Regions from separate parts of the Mus musculus genome. Here region 2 is linked to region 1. A link is a contact called in public HiChIP or PLAC-seq data. All regions are on one chromosome and are shown on one strand. Each heading gives the region's core, a stretch centred on a gene start, on an enhancer-like site or on the middle of the called end of the contact. The rest is flanking DNA. Distances are from core to core; before and after follow the strand shown. Region 1 has its middle 4.1 kb from the start of Gm35464. Region 2 has its middle 14 kb from the start of Pitrm1.

Region 1 (4,347 bases), core at 1,270-3,769:
TGCACATATATGTAATTACAATCTTATTCGTACACATAGACAAAAATATATGCACCCAATACATACATATTAACACACATAGGTACCCATTCATACATTTGTAACATAAAAATAGGCATGCGTGAAGAAACACAAACACATAAATATAGACTCTAGTTCCCACAAAGATATATACTCAGTTATGTATGCATATACACTATCACACACACACACACACACACACACACACACACACACATCTATTTATATGTCTATTTTCAATACACATAAAGATGGGTGCACATACATGCTACATGTGATCATATGCACATAGTCATAACCAAAAAGGCACTCGTAAAATACATATATGTACTTTCAAAGAGAGTTACATGTACCTATATTCACATACAGACACTCCAGGGTTACCCGTAGACATGTGCACAAGCACAAATTCAGAGGCACACAGATACATACAGGGACAGAGGTAAATACATATGCACACATGTAAACATAGGCATGTATCCATGACTTTTCTTTTTATTTCTTGAGAGCCATGCTTAGCGTCTTTCACTTCCTGATAATCCAGCTGACGCTTCTTGATGTCTTTTCTCAGTGGAGATCCATGCCAGATGCAGGCTCTGGTTCCACAACAAGGTCGCTGTGGCTATAGTTTTGCAACTGAAGGAACAGACTTAAGATAAGCCTGCTCAGGAATGATGAGCAGGGGGTCTGGAAAGAGATAAAGGAAGCAGCTGACCCACCCAACCTCTGACCTCCCCTATCCCTCAGATTCACCACCTCTGACGCACAGAGACTTGCCTCAGGGGTTTTGGGCAGCTGTGTTGTAAGTAAATAGGAGGCAAGGTGTGCTAGGAGAGCAATCCTGTGACCTGAGACCCTGAAGCGTGACTCCAGCACAGTCTCTGAGAATGAGGCTGGAATTTTCCATCCTGCGGTGCTCACCAAATGTCTCTAACCCTCTCTGAGCTGATTTTGTTTCCTTGTCCACCGTTCAAGCTCTTGGACCCTCTTCTCCTTTACTCCACAATTGTGTTTCCAAAGCTTGCTCCTGACTGCTGGTGCTGCTGGTCGACTCCTCGGCTACCTTTCAGCTCTTGTCTCTGTTTTTCTCATTTTTACGGAAGCTTCACCCACAGAGAATATAGGTTGAATTTAGAGAGGGGTGTGTGTGTGTGTCTGTCTGTCTGTCTGTCTGTCTGTGAGTACCTATGTGGGGTGGTATGTTAGAAGAAAGGTTGCTTGATACATAACAACAGCAGACATGCTGTTTTCTTTAAAAAAAAAAGAATTCTTTAAAGAAAGTCGAAGTAATGTTCTCTAATAGTCAGCTAAAGCCAAGGTTACCTTTAAAATGTTTGTTTTGTTTTGTTTTGTTTTGTTTTCTTAATCTCCTCTTACTACACAGTAGAACAGCAGTGGCCAGTTAAAAAGCATCCTGAAATTTATATTTTCAGGGTCCTGGTGGGCAGAAGGTGTTGGCATGGAGCCTAGGGCTTTACTCTGATTTTAACAGGTTTCGAGACACCAGAGCCTCCAGAGAAGTACTTTGTGGAGGCAAAGCAGGCCAGGTCCACAGCTAATCAACCTTGGATTCTGCCCTTTGAAAAACTTTGAAAGTGAATCTATTATACATGGCTAGGACTCCCTAGCAGAGATTAGTTGGACTGTGAAATATAAATATTTCATTGGTACTCTTTTGGAACTGTGCTAATGTAGTAGAGAAATTGCCAATTCTTAAACAAATCTTCCAAAACTATAGATATGGAAATAGTCACTTCATTCCACCAGACAGATAGAATTCCAACCTAATCTTCCATGTTTTCCTCATCCACTATAAGACTAAGGAGGGACCTACAGGGGGAACGTCCTAGAGATGTAGTTCACCATCAATTTACTTATGACTTGAACCAAAGCCACTGTGCTCAGCACTGCCTGTGGGCATCAAATTATTCAAGTAATGGGAGCAGCTAAGCCCACAAAGATACCTTAGTCCTGTGCCTGTTACAGCTTCCTGTGGGTATTTCCAGCTTTGGCTAAGTCACTTAAAGTGTTCACTGTATGAATAATATATTTTTGATTTGTCCTGCTGCCAAAAATATAGATATCCATGTTAAGGTAACTTTCTACATGACATACATAATCATAACCAATCATAACCAACACCAGGCTAACATTAAGCATCCTTGAACTCCTTAATAATAGGCAAGGCTCTGGGTAAATGTGCATAGTTTGGGTATCATTGGTGTGCCACGATTTCTCTATCATTGGATTTACCCTTCTGTTCCTCATTCCTTTCTGAATTTAAAGAGTTTCCTCATTCCATTCCAGAGGCTGTTGTCTCCTGCACTTTCCATATGACATCTACTCTGCATTTTTTAACGCTTGTTTGGGGTAAATTGAATTTTTCTAATGCAGCCTCGGGTTAAAGGTCTGCTGAAGTCATACATTTCAGTCTAAATTCCAAGGTTTTTCATAATCCTGCGCACACGTTCTGAAACTTTATCTCCCCCTTAAGCAACCCATGCCCCTCCTCCCTAAGGTTTCCTCATGATCTCATGGCCCAGGCATTTGGCTCCTGAGCTCTGGCCAGACCATTCCAGATAAAGGTGATTTGGAGAGGGGTAAGTGAAGATCTCTGCGAGGAGGGAGAGGCACTTGCACGTCAGCCCTCACTAGACTATCCAAGAGGGGTTTCGGTGTTTCCTTTCCCTTTAATTTCTTCTAGTTAGAGATCAAACAGACTCAACAGAGTGATAGAATCTAGCCACAGACACGTAAGATAAAAATAAGAGTGATACAGTGTACTTTAATTATTTTACAACTTTCCAGCATCTATAGTTCATGGTCAACTCTGCTTTAACTGACATTTCCTGTTATTGCTTTTCTGTAAGGAGTACTGTATTAGATTTCGGGTTTGAAGATAAAATATTCATCTTTTACCTAAACAAACATCATGACATAAAATTACCAGCTTGTTAGCCAAAAAGCTTTCTAAAAGATTGGATAGTATAGTGAAAATAAGCAGGATTTACAGAGGAGATAGCCGTCCAACTTGTATTTCTGTCTCTCTTTAAAAATATGTTCGCTGTAGGTGAGAACAGATGTTAACTGAACAACAAATACAAAAATCTAAATACTAAAATGTAAGTATCCACATAATAGGGTATATAAGTACACAAAACAGGTGGCCATTTTAGATATTGTTCTTATGTGGAATATTTAAATAATAGTTATTACCTGGCATCCAGAATCACCAGATACATTTATAATCATATGATCATACAATGTGAGACAGAATGAAGTGTATTTAAAGATTCTTTTCTCAGTTAACTAAAATAACCATGAAGTCTCAGATTTTTTGGGTTTTTGGTTTGTTTGGGTTTTTTTTTGGGGGGGGGCTGGTTTTGGTTTTTTGGACAGTGACCAGTAAGTAGAACAGAAACTATATGTATTATGTGACTCTTAGGAAGGAGTCAATAGCAAACAACATGTCCAGTTCTAGATTCTCACCTCACCAGTAAAGTTGCCTGAAGGAAGTCATGGAATTTTTCTTGGCCTCTGACTTTTCTGGCATCTCACAGGTACGTAGTCTGAGTCTGTGTCCATGCTGTTCTTAGGAGTGTCCATGAGATAAGAAGTCTGAGCAAATCTTGAATAGAAGACAATAATAAGGCACTCTATAGTCACTCCTCAAATCTTTGTGTCCTACTTAGAAAAATAACATCTAAATTGAAACAGTGAATCAAAACTTCCCCTCCTAGAGATATACAGGAATAGAAAGGCTTTTCTACATCTGTTATTCCTCATGGGAACAGCAAAGGATTACAGATCAATGATAGTTCTTGCCATCTATTAAGACTCTCCATTGTGACACAATCTCTATTCCCATTACAACGGAGGCTTTGTGACCAGGACACCTTTCTTTTCATCTAGTCTGTTTGAAGATCACAAGGCTGGAGGTTGAGCTTAATCCGGGGCCCATTTGGCCAACTATCTAATCAGAGTAGCTGATAGCTCACTAAATCACTTTTCAAGGAAGAGAAAAGAATTGTTGAACTTCTCAGAAACTAATTCTGTTTAGAATAAGAATATGCGACAATCCTTTTTAAACAAAGACTCACACAAAGAAACAGAATTATGACCCAGAGAAACACCCCATAAGCATCCACTAAGAAAAGAAGTCCAGATCATCAGACCTTAAGGTGATCGCTGTTGCAAGAGGCTGTTCCTCTTACTTGAAACCTGTTTGTTTCATTTCTTTGTGCTGATGGATCTTTAACAGTAGAAACATTAAGAGTCTTTTAATTTATGTCAAACACTATATTTAATAGACCGAATGTAGACATC
Region 2 (4,264 bases), core at 1,147-3,646, 710 kb after region 1:
AATATTTGTGATTATACAAATGGATCAATGCTGCCCTCAACCTTAACCAAAGAACTTTCTCTCTGCTGTGGTGAGCAGCTAATGCAGAGACACATAGCTGGTCAAAGAGAATAGCAGTCTATTGAGTGCTCAGTCCCAAACTAAGATGTCTATAATACACACACACACACACACACACACACACAGAGAGAGAGAGAGAGAGAGAGAGAGAGAGAGAGAGAGAGATGATCACCTTCAGTCTCACAGAACATCTCAGAAGAAGGTGGAAATAATATTAGTTTAGAAATGAGAATGTATATAATATTGACAGTGTCTGTGTGGGTTTAGTAGAATGAGTAGTGTTTGAGTTACTCTTCAGTTGCAGTGATAAAACACCATGATTAAAACAACTCATGGAACAAAGAAGTCACGTTGACCTACAGCTTCAGAGGTATAAGAGTCTGCCACAGTGGGGAGGCATGGCAGCAAACTACAAGAGAAGGAAGCTGAGAGATCACATCTTCAACAGCACACAAGAAGCAGAAAGAAGTGGAGTGATGCTCTGTGCTCTCAAATCCCACTCACAGTGTTGTGCTTTCTCCAACAAAGCTACACCATATCCCACCGCCCAACAGCGCCACCAACTGAGGATCATGTATTCCAAAAATGAGGCCTATGGGAAACATTTCTCATTCTAACCACCATAGGTAGTCTTGTCCAAAGAAGATTGATTTTTTTACATTTATAAATAAAGAAATACAGTTAGGTAAAACTGAGACAATAGTAATAATAGAATGATAAAATTCAAATAAGTTGTTAAAGATTCCACTTTCCATTTTAGTAGGGATAAAAATTAAGAAATAAAAATTACCAAACTTCTTTCACTAGTAGGGACACTTTAAGCACCAAAATGTTAACCCCAATCAAACTAACTGTGTAATACCCAATTTTTATCTTAATCTTTATTGAAGTAATTCATTGTTACTGATTGATCAAAATTTTCCAATTCTGATTTTGTTGGAGAGTTCACAACTCTCCCAAATACCCAACATAACATTAAACTCATCCAGTTACATGTTTGAGCTGGATTACCAAGGACAAATGGGACAACCACCAGAAGGAATGTTGCCTTCCTGCCTCACCTACCTGAAGCTCAGCCTATTAAATTATTGGCATGGCCTGCTGGGTATCTTCAGCCTCCTGCAGTGAGCAGAGTAGCCAGCAGATGGAGGTATGCATACCTTGTCTGCCTTCAGTGCACTTGTTAATCAAAAAAGCTTAAACTGTATGAGCTGCCCAGTTAGAATATCTTCTCCCAAAGCAAACGGCAACTTGAAATATTTCTTCCTAAAAGATAATGATTAGAAAAGATAAAGTTAAGAAATTACAAGATTTGGAATTAGATTTATTAGAAAAATTAGAGCAATTTTGAATATCAAAGTTAACATTGAGAATCTCTGGATGCAGTATTCTAAGAGCGCAGTTACTAGAAGGAATTATGATTTCGTCATAAACTTTGGTAGGACAGAAGTGAAACCAGGATGATAAGGGAATAAATGCAAATGTTTATAAGTGAATTGAGTGTCCAACCCTCAACAAGACGTGTACACTAGCCCCTCTAAAGCATGGAGAGATAAAGGAATAAGGAGGGTGGGAAGAATGTAAGGACTGGAGGACAGGGAGAGGGCTTTGAAGTGCCATCTTCTAGGCGTGGCGTGGCCATTTCAGACATGATCTCACAGCAGTTGTGCTTGACTATGCTGGGTCTGTGTAAGAACAGACCCATCAACAGTCAGTCACCAATGGAGGCCTGCCCTAGGGGCTGGTTCCCCTCCATGCTGAACTATTGGTTAATGATAGATTCTGGAAAGAGAGAAGTTGATGAGGATGGAAGGAGAGAAGAGAGGGTACCAAGTCCAGCTTGTGAGAAACAGAATGACATGGTTTCCACCCTGGACCAGAGTCAGCAGGGCATGGACCTCCATGAGTGTTGATGGTTGCTGTGGGCATAAGATTTGCTTGTATAATAATGTACATATTTTTATGACCTTCCTTCGAGGAATGTCCTCTCTGCTAGTATCAATGACAATCAGAAACAGCATCCAGGAGGCAAGTGTGTGTCTAATGTCTCAGCCAAATGTTAGAGGTCTGTGACCTTCAGGACAGCCCTTAAAACTGTGTGAGAGAATGATGAAAACATGAGTCCAAAATATATAATTTCTCAACTATACAAAACATAAGGGTGCAATATGAGTTATATGAGGAGCTTCACAGACCTAAAAGAGCAGAGGCAGCTGCACTATGAGCTAGCTTGCCAGAAAGATACAAAGGAAAGAGATAAAAAGACTTAGGGAGTGGTGATCCCATGGCAAGATTCCACCCAGCTAAGTTTTTTTGTTTATGCTTACAAAGGCAGGCAGATTCCTGAGTTCTAAGGTCAGCTTGGGACAGAGGAAGTTTAGGTCCAGGCCCAGGCATTGAAGGAATAGTAATTCCAGGGCAGGGTCTCACCCGCCTATCTTATTGTTTGTGCTTGTACATGCTAACTCTTCTTAAGAATCTGGGGGCTGGGATAATGGGCTGTTGATTCATAGGATGATCTAAAGGGAACCTAGAGTAATTACTGATCTGATATGTAAGTAAAAGACTGTTTTTTTTTATCTGCAAAAGATGAGCTATCCAGAAGATTTTTAGAATTCAAAAAAAGCTGTCTTGAGCAGAAAGATGTCTAGAGATCTCCAGAGAAAGCTGACAAAAGAGAGAGATGAAAGGGGGGAGAGCAAGAAGGAGAGGGAGAAGGAATCTAGAAAGCTATCTCCAGCAGAACATAGGCCATCAGCTCTTAGCCCATGATTTGATTTTGAGTTGTTTGTTTCAAAGCTCCTTCTCTCATGAATCCCTCTCCAAGATGAGGCTGGTCCTTGGCAAGAGGGTCAAAGCTGGAGTAACAGAATCCATTATACATAAAGCCTAAGAACAAATTTAATATTCAAAGAACACATACGTATGTTTGGGCTAGAGCTGTAGCTCAGCTGGTAGAGTACCTACCTAACATGCAAGAATACCTGGGTTCAATCCCCAGTAATATTCAAGCTAGTGTGCTTCTTACCTATCATCCACGATCTGAGGAAGTAAAGGCAGGAGAATCATGAGGTCAAGGTCATATAGGCTACATAGGGAGTTTGAGGCCCACCAGGGGTACATGAACCCCTGTCTCCCAATAAAACAAAAATAAGTATGTTGAAGACGTTTAAAATAGAAATGCTAACAGAAGTATAATGTGAAGAAAATACATATTTGATCAAAATGTTGTTTTGACATATCTTTATACACATTTATACAGAATAATGTGGAAAGGGGCCACCCTGATGGCTCTGCAGGTCAAAGCCCTCGCCTCCAAGTCTGATAGCCTGAGTTTTAAAGCCTAGAATGTGGAATGCATATGACCCTGCAAACTATCCTGTGACCTCCTCATGCATGTGCTATAAAAAGTAAATGGAATATTGAAAAACATAAAGAAAAATGTGGAAGTATCAACATATTGGCCAGTGATTGTCTCTGGATCCTCACCAAAAACATTCTGGAAATAGGTCTCTACTGGTGTGGCCTGAAAGATTTGTTGGTTTACTTAACTAACGATTGTAACTAAGGGAATAACATGCAGCCCTGGATAAATGACAAGACTAGATAGAGAGTGTGGAGGGAGAGGGAAAAAAAACCGAGATGGTACAGAGTGAACAGTGAGGGGCCCTAATGAATGTCACCAGGCAAAGCTGAGCCATGTCCACTCCAGACTTCTCATCCAGGGCTTTCCTGCCAGAAACTTGAGCACTGTGCATTTATTTACATAATGCACAAGACCAAGTAGTGCCACACGGCAGAAGCTCATTGTTTAAAAACTCCCTTTCACTCTCCACTTATTTACAGTGACATTTGCTTTGCTTCGCTTATGGCTCTTAAAATGCCAACCCAGCTGTATGAAGTGGTTGTAAGTTTGAATCCCTGTCATGAAAGCAATTTTAGTAAAAATAAATAAGCCTTGTAAAGGATGTATTTACTCAAAAGCAGAATCTTTGCCAAGGAAACCGTGAGAAGGAAAGGATGGCCATCTAGTGGCTACAGTGTTTCCTATCAATGTGAAAACTTGAAGGATTTGGAAACAGATTGACTTAAGGGAGATTATTCTATCAGCAAGAAGAAATAAAGTGATTTAAAATTAAGCTTGGCGTGATAGCCATGTCTGGAATCCCAGCAGTCAGGAGGATTGAGTCAAGGGGATGAGTTG

The links. HiChIP or PLAC-seq counts read pairs in DNA pulled down with a chosen protein or histone mark.
Region 2: a contact with region 1 is called in an H3K27ac HiChIP or PLAC-seq map of trophoblast stem cells, with 4 times the contacts expected there. The contact joins two enhancer-like sites. A contact is called at or near these places in 1 of 39 promoter capture datasets (the HPC-7 cell line), 4 of 115 datasets of contacts at active chromatin or transcription factors (astrocytes, extraembryonic endoderm stem cells, pancreatic cancer cells and 1 more) and 1 of 9 other capture datasets (adipose tissue).

Annotation. Positions count from the first base shown.
Region 1 is chr13:5,823,807-5,828,153 of GRCm38.p6, forward strand. No RefSeq gene overlaps it. Among named protein-coding and RNA genes, the nearest start is that of Gm35464, 4.1 kb to the right of the region's middle. Within about 2 kb of position 2,520, at least 81 of the 459 cell types and tissues checked have an H3K27ac peak or open chromatin away from gene starts, as enhancers often do. A contact at or near this core is called in trophoblast stem cells, where this site is marked.
Region 2 is chr13:6,531,700-6,535,963 of GRCm38.p6, forward strand. No RefSeq gene overlaps it. Among named protein-coding and RNA genes, the nearest start is that of Pitrm1, 14 kb to the right of the region's middle. Within about 2 kb of position 2,397, at least 23 of the 459 cell types and tissues checked have an H3K27ac peak or open chromatin away from gene starts, as enhancers often do. A contact at or near this core is called in trophoblast stem cells, where this site is marked.